Regions from separate parts of the Sus scrofa genome. Here region 2 is linked to region 1. The links are chromatin contacts, called in public HiChIP or PLAC-seq maps. All regions are on one chromosome and are shown on one strand. The core of a region is the stretch at or near the end of the contact, and the rest is flanking DNA. Distances in the headings are between cores, read along the strand shown.

The links. HiChIP or PLAC-seq counts read pairs in DNA pulled down with a chosen protein or histone mark.
Region 2: an H3K27ac HiChIP or PLAC-seq map of alveolar macrophages shows a contact between it and region 1. The contact joins two enhancer-like sites. A contact is called at or near these places in 2 of 47 Hi-C or Micro-C datasets (embryonic fibroblasts and mesenchymal stem cells) and 2 of 2 datasets of contacts at active chromatin or transcription factors (alveolar macrophages and skeletal muscle).

What each region holds. Positions count from the first base shown.
Region 1 is chr5:59,757,092-59,761,437 of Sscrofa11.1, forward strand. The region is part of intron 2 of GPR19 (probable G-protein coupled receptor 19); the gene reads left to right. Among named protein-coding and RNA genes, the nearest start is that of GPR19, 9.4 kb to the left of the region's middle. Within about 2 kb of position 1,975, at least 11 of the 83 cell types and tissues checked have an H3K27ac peak or open chromatin away from gene starts, as enhancers often do. A contact at or near this core is called in alveolar macrophages, where this site is marked.
Region 2 is chr5:59,879,826-59,884,171 of Sscrofa11.1, forward strand. The region is part of intron 1 of DUSP16 (dual specificity protein phosphatase 16); the gene reads left to right. Among named protein-coding and RNA genes, the nearest start is that of DUSP16, 12 kb to the left of the region's middle. Within about 2 kb of position 2,391, at least 6 of the 83 cell types and tissues checked have an H3K27ac peak or open chromatin away from gene starts, as enhancers often do. A contact at or near this core is called in alveolar macrophages, where this site is marked.

The sequences.
Region 1 (4,346 bases), core at 725-3,224:
CGGCAACGCCAGATCATTAACCTACTGAGCAAGGGCAGGGGTTGAACCCGCAACCTCATGGTTCCTAGTCGGATTCGTTAACCACTGCGCCACGACGGGAACTCCTAATTACTAACGTTTCTTACCTAAAAGTGACCAGAAAGAAAGAGAAATGGGACTGTTCAAGTTTTCATTCAGGGTTGGGAGGAGAACCAGCCCCTGCAGAGAGTTTTCACAGGGACAGTGGGAAATAAAAATCAAGTTGCTTTATGTAAAATCATGCTTGTTTAACATGCCGGAACACTGTTGTTGAGAACCTAATCCTTTTTTAGATCCTAGAGGTCTAAAGATAAATTAAATGACATTCTTCCCTATAAGAATCAATGAACACAATGCAGTATAATTTGTGCAATAATAGACACAATATATGTCAAGATTAAAGCAGTGCTATAGGAAGAGAGGTGTGAGTAATTTACTTTAGAGGAGTGAGGGGTTCAAGGGACCTAGAACCTCAGAGAAGATGATAGCCAGCAGAGTTTGAGAGGGGAATATGTGCCCCCTAGGAGGACAGGGCAGAGGAAGCCAGGTCAGAGCTAAGCTGGGGAGGGTGGCACTGCGTGTTGTGCATGTGGCAGAACTATACGCAGTGTGAGATGTGCGTATTCAGGAGGGTGATTCAAATGGAGGTGAAGTGGAGGCCAAAGGTATTGTGGCTGTTAGCAGGCTCACGAGTGAAGAGTTCATGCAATTTTAAAAACACAGACACACACACTCTGATGCCAGCATTTTGTCTGTCAGAAAGTTCCTCCCTATCCTTGTCCTTTCTCTTTATAAAATTTGCTACACTTGTTAGAGAGTGTTGACAGGGTAATACAGGTATCTTCTCTATCTCATTGCCTACCGCTGTTTGAATCCACTCTATACCAGATTAAGCCGAGTCAGACTCTGCCTCCTAAGAATTTAGATCAGAACTTTGAGAGACTGGGTCATATGTTTTCTCTCCCCCCTTATTGAAGTATGATTGACTAATAAAAATTATATATATTTAAGGTGTACAGTGTGATGTTTGATAAATGTATACATTGTGAAATGATGACCACAACCAAGACAATTAACACCTCATGTCACTTAGTTACCATTTTTGTGTGTGTGGTGAGAATGCTTGAAATATCTCAGCAGAGTAAAGTATGCATCATTATTAACTATAGTCACCAGTGCTGTATGTACATTAGGTCTCCAGAACTTATTTATCCCATAATTAAAAGTTGTATCCTTTGACCAGTATCTCTCTGTTTTCCCCAATCCTCCAGCTCTGGTAACCACCATTCTACTCACTGATACTTTGAATTCAACTATTTTACATTCCGCATATAAGTGAGATAGATCATGAAGCATTTGTCTTTCTCTGTCTGGCTTATTTTACTTAATATCCCCCGTGTTCATCCATGTTGTCACAAATGGCAGGATTTCCTTCTTTTTAAAGGCAGAATAATACTCCATTGAGTGGTTGTGTGTGGTGTATTTGTGTATCACGTTTTCTTTATCTTCTCATCCATCAACAGACACCATCTCTTGGCTACTATGAATGGTGCTTTGGTGAACATGGGAGTATAGATATCTCTTCGAGACAATGATTTCATTTCCTTTAGCTCTATACCCAGAGGTGGGATTGCTGGATCATATGATGGTTCTATTTTTAATTGAGACTTGGTCATTTAGGTAAGAGCATTGAACTTGTAAGGTGTCATGTAAGTTTCAGAGCCAATGCCACTGTTTGGGGGCCAGTAATCAGAGGGAGCTGCTCTCAAAAGAGAAGCAGATCAATGCAGCTAATTGAAGGAGGGTGACTAGGAAACAGTAGGTCCTGGAGCCTCAGAGAGAAAGAGCCGGATTCAGTGGATACTTGGCCCTGACAGCTTTCTCTCCCTTAACTTCAGTCCCATCTTGGGTCTAACTGCCACTTCCTGTTTTTGAGTTCCCTGCAGTTTCTTCTGAGTCTGTAATATATCCACCTCCTCCTTAGTGGCTTTCTTTTTTCCCCTTAGACAACACTACAGTGTGGCTAGTTGTGTTCTCCCCTTCCTCATGTTCTTGGCCTAATAAGAAACCACATACTTTCCAGAATAGGAACACACACATACGCAGCAGGGACACTTTCTAACTCACTACAGTTTGAGTATGCCTAGAAAATGTAGGTCTCTTACTGATTTCTGGAGTTTTCACCCATGTATAAGCTGTCTATTACTGTGTAGCAAAATTCCCCCAAACTTAGGAACTCAATAATAAACAGTTCTCATTTCTGTGGGTCAGGACTTTGAGAGCAGTTTAGCTGGGCATTCCTGGCCTGGGACTCACAAAGTTTCAGTCAGCATTGTCTGGACTGTAGTCCCGTGTCTAGGGCTGGAGGATCTGCTGCCAAGGCAGCTTGCCTCCCTGGTTGCTAGTTGGTGCTGGTTGATGAGAGGCCTGCGTTTTCCATATATGAACCTCTTCACAAGACAGCTTTCCTGTCCTTGTAACATTGTGGCAGGCTTTCCCCAGAATGAGTAATCCAATGATCCAAGAGGGAGAGACCCAGGTAGAAATTGTCCTTACTATGATCTAGCCTCGCAAGTTATAGAGAAACACTTCTGCCACGTTCTCCTCATTGGAAACAGGTAGTAAGTCTGACCCATATGGGATCTGGCCTTGCTGTGAGCTGTGGTGTAGGTCACACACGCAGCTGGGATCCGGGTTGCTGTGGCTGTGGTGTGGGCCAGCAGCTGCAGCTCCAATTTGAACCCTATCCTGGGAACTTCCATATGCCAGCCCTAAAAAGATACACACACACACAGCCTGACCTACATTCAAGGGAAGTAGTAGTAGGTGTCATATTTGAAGGGGGACATAGCAAAGAATTGGTGGACATATTTGATTATTTTATTTTTTTGCTTTTCAGGGCCACACCTGCAGCATATGGAGGTTCCCAGGCTAGGGGTCAAATCAGAGCTATAGCTGCTGGCCTATACCGCAGCCACAGCAACGCAGGATCCGAGCCATGTTTGCGACCTATACCACAGCTCAGGGCCACACCAGATCCTTAACCCACTGAGCGAGGCCAGGGATCAAACCCGCAACTTCATGGTTCCTAGTTGGATTTGTTTCTGCTGTGCCACAATGGGAACTCCTGGTGGACATATTTTAAAACCACAACTGTTAAATTATAGGAAAAAAAGTGTCCAATTCAGTTTCAAATATAGTTCAATTTCATTACTTAAATGGTTCCTTATAACTCTCCTTTGGATGAAAATGTTTCATCCTTCATGATGCCTCCCAAGGAGGTCCTGTCATCTGAAGATAACATCCATTTGTATGGGGCTGAGGAGTAATGTATACATCTTTGTGGAACTGGCGAGAGACAGAGTATCCCTTGACTTCATTCTGGACTTAGAGTATGCACTGGCAGGTTTCCAGCACGATGCCCCTCTTGGCCTAATCACTGGGGAACCTGCTGGCATGTGATGCTGAAGCCTGCAGCTGGTGAATTCATGGCCCATTTTTGCCTTCAGGCGAATTTCCCAGGGAGTATCGGCCTCTGTTTCCCCTTGGTCCTTGCTATGGTGTCACCTGACCTGACCATGGCAGGACCTCTGGCTGTTGGTTTCAGTGTCCATGTGCCCAGTAGGAAATGCTTGAGATAGTTGACTGTTCTACATGCCTGAGTACATGGTAGGAAACTTGCTATAGACCCAAACAACCATGCAAAGTGCAGGGAGTGGGGTGTGAAGGGCTTAGACAGTGGTCCCCAAAGGGGAGCAAAGGCAGAGATCTCTTGCTCTGAGTGCTTCTCAACATGGAGGAAACTTACTGTGCTATGCAGAGAAAGGGCCACTAAAGATATTCACCCTAACAACTGGAACCTGTGATTATATTACCTTACAAGGCAAAAGGGACTTTAGAAGTAAGTTAAGGACCTTGAGAGAGATTGTCCTGGATTATCTGGGTCCAACCTAATGCCTTTGCAGTCTGAGGTCAGGGTCAAAAGGAGATGTGAAGTCTATGGAATAATGGTTAGAGAGATACAAAGTTGTTGGTTTTTAAGATGGAGTAAGAGGGCTACAAGCCAAGGAATGTTGGGTGGCAAGGACACACATTCTCTCTCTGTGGCCTCCAGAAAGGAACATAGCTCTGTTGTCACCATGATCTTAGCCCAGTAAGACGCTTGGTGGAGCTCTAACCTCCAGTACTATAAGATAATACGTTTGTGTTGTTTTAAGCCACTAGGTTTGTGGTAATTTGAAAGAACCACAAGAGAAAATGAATACACTAACATCCGCCTTTGGTCTAGAAAAAGGTCAGGCCCAGTGACTGACGGCTTTATTCTCCTT
Region 2 (4,346 bases), core at 1,141-3,640, 120 kb after region 1:
ACATTCGATTTCTTTTTCTTTAAATCTACAATGAATTCATTGGATGATAACAAGGTGGAAATTATAGCAGATACAACCAAAGATTACTACTGCTAGGAACGTACGTACGGGTGCTGAAAACACACGGAGTTAATTTCTGAAAACATGCACATTTATACCTTAAACTTGCTTCCTAGAACATTTTAAATACAAGACTGTACAAGCATGTGTTTCATTAGCTGTCAGAATGATACATTATCGTCACATAGCGTGGATTCACCATTGTGAAGAAGGCAGATAACATCTTTGTATTACTAAAAATTGTTTTGACATTGTAGATTCCCTGAAAAGCTCTCAGATTCCCCCAGGGTCTCTGGATTACACTTTGAAAATGCTGATATAAGAGTTCCTGTTGTGGCTTAACGGAAACGAACCCAACTAGTATCCATGAGGATGCGGGTTCAATCCCTGTACCCACTCAGTGGATTAAGGATCTGGCGTTGCCTTAACTGCAGTGTAGGTTACAGATGCTACTCCAATCTGGTGTGGCTGTGGCATAAGCTGGCAGCTGCAGCTGTGATTTGACCTCTAGTCCAGGAACTGCCATGTGCCACACCTGCAGCCCTTAAAAAAAAAAAAAAAAAGGGAAAATGCTGATCTAAGTTGGTGCTGTGTCCTAACATATTTTTAGAGCAGGCTCCCATAGACATCTATATCAATAAAGTAATGTTTCCATCTTAGCTCATTGATTCGTCAGGTAGAAGGAAATATCCTAGTGTATGAGATGAGCCGTGTGACCCGGAGACGGTAATGGTGGAAGGTCCCTTAACCTCAGAGATGCTGTGTACAGGTAGACAGAAGGGAGGAGTCTGTAGAAGTGCTTTGCAGCTTAACAAAAAACGAGCATGTGTTTTTTTTTTTTTTTTTAAGCTAAAAAGCTGCTGGGCTCACTTGTATCATTTGTGTGTGTGTATATTCATTCATAACCATTTGTGTCTGTGCTCAGAACCAGGGTACTCAGTCTTTTTTCCTTGATTGGCAGCAGGGGAGGGATGGTTACACACTCCAGAGAACAGGTGTTCATAGCTGTTGTTCTTTTCTCCCAACCAGGGAGGCTGGGAGTGGAGTAGACCTTTGTGATCATGGGACCCACTATAGGCAGAAATGGGCTGTGACCAGAGAGTGGAGATGAGCATTGAGGGGCAGAGGAAGAGTATGGGGTGCACTGAGTTCTCCCATATGCTGGACACAGGACAGATGGGGCCCAGGGGTGTCCAGAGATGGATGCAACTAGAGTCATGAAGGTGAACATATATTTGAAAGATGTCCATTCAAACACAGTTGAAATAACTAGTGAAATAACTGTACTGGGTACTCTGACTTTTAATGTAATACCAGTATTCAAATTCTATTATTATAACCTGTACAGAAGAATTTGCTGTAGTGCTGGTAAGTCTCTAAGCTTTGGTTACCAAGCATCAGTAAGTGAAAATATTGCCTGGGCCAGGTTTGGGGCTGCAAATTCAAGAATGAAATTTTAATATTTGTTTTTTTTCTAACAGGCAGTTATGATTAAAGGAGATAGAAGAGTTTAGTCCAGAGAGAGATCATTTTATCAGTGTGTTATTTATGTGGTACTCACTTCCAAAAAGGATTTGAGATGGGAGAAGGAAGGATCAAAAGTCAATAATCAAGAACAGACATGATTCTAAGTCATGTATTTTTCCCTTTTGTTTTGTGTATTGATGACATTTATTTTAATAGGGTCATATAGTTGAGGTACTGTAACTATAAAGTAATTAAATTGGTCTCTATTACCTGTGCAGGAGAAATATAATATTGTCACTTTTTAGTTGCATGAGTAAGAGCAGAATAAAATGTTTGTAATGGGAAGGATCGGGCAGAAAAATCGTGGCAGGACACAGAAATTAAAAAAAATTTAGTACTGCTTTCAGCTGTAGTTAACAGAAAGCTATAAGCAGAGGCTTAAACATAAGCTATTCACTATTAATGCGGGTCAGAGGTCTCAAATGGTTCAGCTGCTCAGTGGTGTTCTCAGGGCCCCAGGTTCTCTGCCATCTCTTGTATGGTCACTTATTGCCACCAGGTCACAAAACGGTTGCCTCAGCTCTAGGTATCACATTCCTTTTCAAGGCAAGGAGGAAGAAGTAGGCAGAACAAGTAAGCCCTACTCCTTGGTTTGCCCAACAGAGAACAAAATCTCCCCCGAAGCTTCCATCCAGTTTTCTCTGAAGTTCTGTTTGCTTGAATGGGTTCTCAACCTGCCCCTGCTTCACAGGAGATTCTGGGCAAATGAGCATCTGGCCCAGGAAAAGGGGCCCGAGGGTTGGTGTAGCGCCTGTCATGTAGCATTTCCTAGGCTTAAGCACGTTTCTGGCTGCCCAGGACCAGCTGGGCCTCAGTTAGCAAAAGGGGAAGAAATATCTCTTGGGTGGCTGGCTGGGTGTGTCTCTCACAAATAGGAAAGAGAGGAAAGTATAGAGTATTAAGCAGCTTGCTACAACTCTCCTCTCATCTGGAGACTATTTTATGTGTTTCCTTCTTATGTGTTCCCTTTTCTTTCTAATTTTAGTGGAAAATTACAGAGACCTATATCCCAATTAGTTGTAGAGCTAATTAGAGACAGGTCTCAACTTCCTCAATTGTGAAATAAGAATGTTGTATTAGATAACCTCTGAAGAACCTTCTGGTTCAAAAACTTGTCTCTTCTTTTTTTTCCTTTTTTGACCATTTCACGTTTTTTTTTTTTTAATTTTACGACCACACTTGCAGCACATGGACGTTCTTAGGCCAGGGACTGACTCCAGGCTGCAGCTGCAACCTGTGCTCAGCTGAGGCAGTGCCAGATCCTTAACCTGCTGCACTAGCGGGAATTGAATCTGCACCTCCGCAGTGACCCAAGCTTCTGTAGTCAGATTCTTAACTCTTTATTCCACAGTGAGAACTCTAACATCCTTTTTTTTTTTTTAATCAAAAAAGTGGACAGAACTAAAGATAGGTGGTATTATATAGTCATCTTGATAGCTGGGCAATATTGCTAATAAAGATCTTGATGATTTAGAAGATTAAAGCTGAAGTTAATTGGGTTTTGGCTTTTTGGAAGTTGAATAATACTTACGCCCCATTTTTCCATTAAAAGTGGAAAACTGGGAGTTCTTGTCTTGGCGCAGTGGAAATGAATCCAACTAGGAACCATGAGGTTTCGGGTTCAATCCCTGGCCTCACTCAGTGGATTTAAGGATCCGGTGTGGCCGTGAGCTGTGGTGTAGGTTGCAGATGTGGCTGGGATCTGGCATTGCTGCGGCTCTGGCCGGCAGCAACAGCTCCGATTAGACCCTTAACCTGGGAACCTCTATGTGCCACAGATGTGGCCCTGAAAAGACAAAAAAGACCCCCCCCCAAAAAAAAGAAAAGAAAACTAATGGCACTTTTATTTTAATAGGGGAACATATACATATGTGTATAATCTATAATCAAAACAGCCTCAGCATGATGTTATAAGAAAATGCTACCTGTCCCAGCAGAGGAAGCATTTTAAGTGCTTTAGTTAAAATCTGGTGGAACACCCCCTTTTGCTGATTGCATGTTTGTTCTTATTTGTAATAGTGTTTGCACTGCTTATTTGCCTTAGATAAAATTAAAGGACAGCTAAAGGAAGGTGATTCCCTGCATGCATTGTAGCAACTAGACTTGAATGAGGCAGAACCTCTGATGTTTCAAATGTCTTGAAATGGGATTGTGCTTGTGTTTCAGAGAGGGTTCTGATCTCACTCCTCATATAGAATTCCATCAAGATATATGACCTTGAATATACGGTGAATAGGAAGCCATATTCCCGACTCTAACAAATTACAGAGCAATTACACTGCTTGCAAAAGAGGCTGTTAGATGTTAACCTGAAAAGTATTAATTTTCCATTCAACAAAAATCTTATAGAAGGTTCCCAATGCAATTTATTGTGGTTTATCAGTATTGCAAGATCCTGGAGATAAACATTATTAATTGTGGCATTTAAATGGGTCAAAAGGCCTCTGCAATTTGGAATGTATTTTTAAGAAGAAAGTAGGTGTTTGTAGACATATTTAACAGCTGCTTTAAACAGCCTAGAGGCAGCATCTAATTTCATTACCATAGATTATCCAAATCAGAAACTTTCCCTTCTGCCGAAGCCCTTTTAACTATGTAATTAAAGAAATTGTTTTCATTTTTCATTATGTGAATGACTCAGAGCCTTGTTAATGTAAATATTCAGGAACCTTGATTTTATATATTCTTGAGTTTATAGCCAACAATAAAAATCATGTGCAGTGGAAAACCCCTTCTTGAATATGGTCCCAACTGGGAAA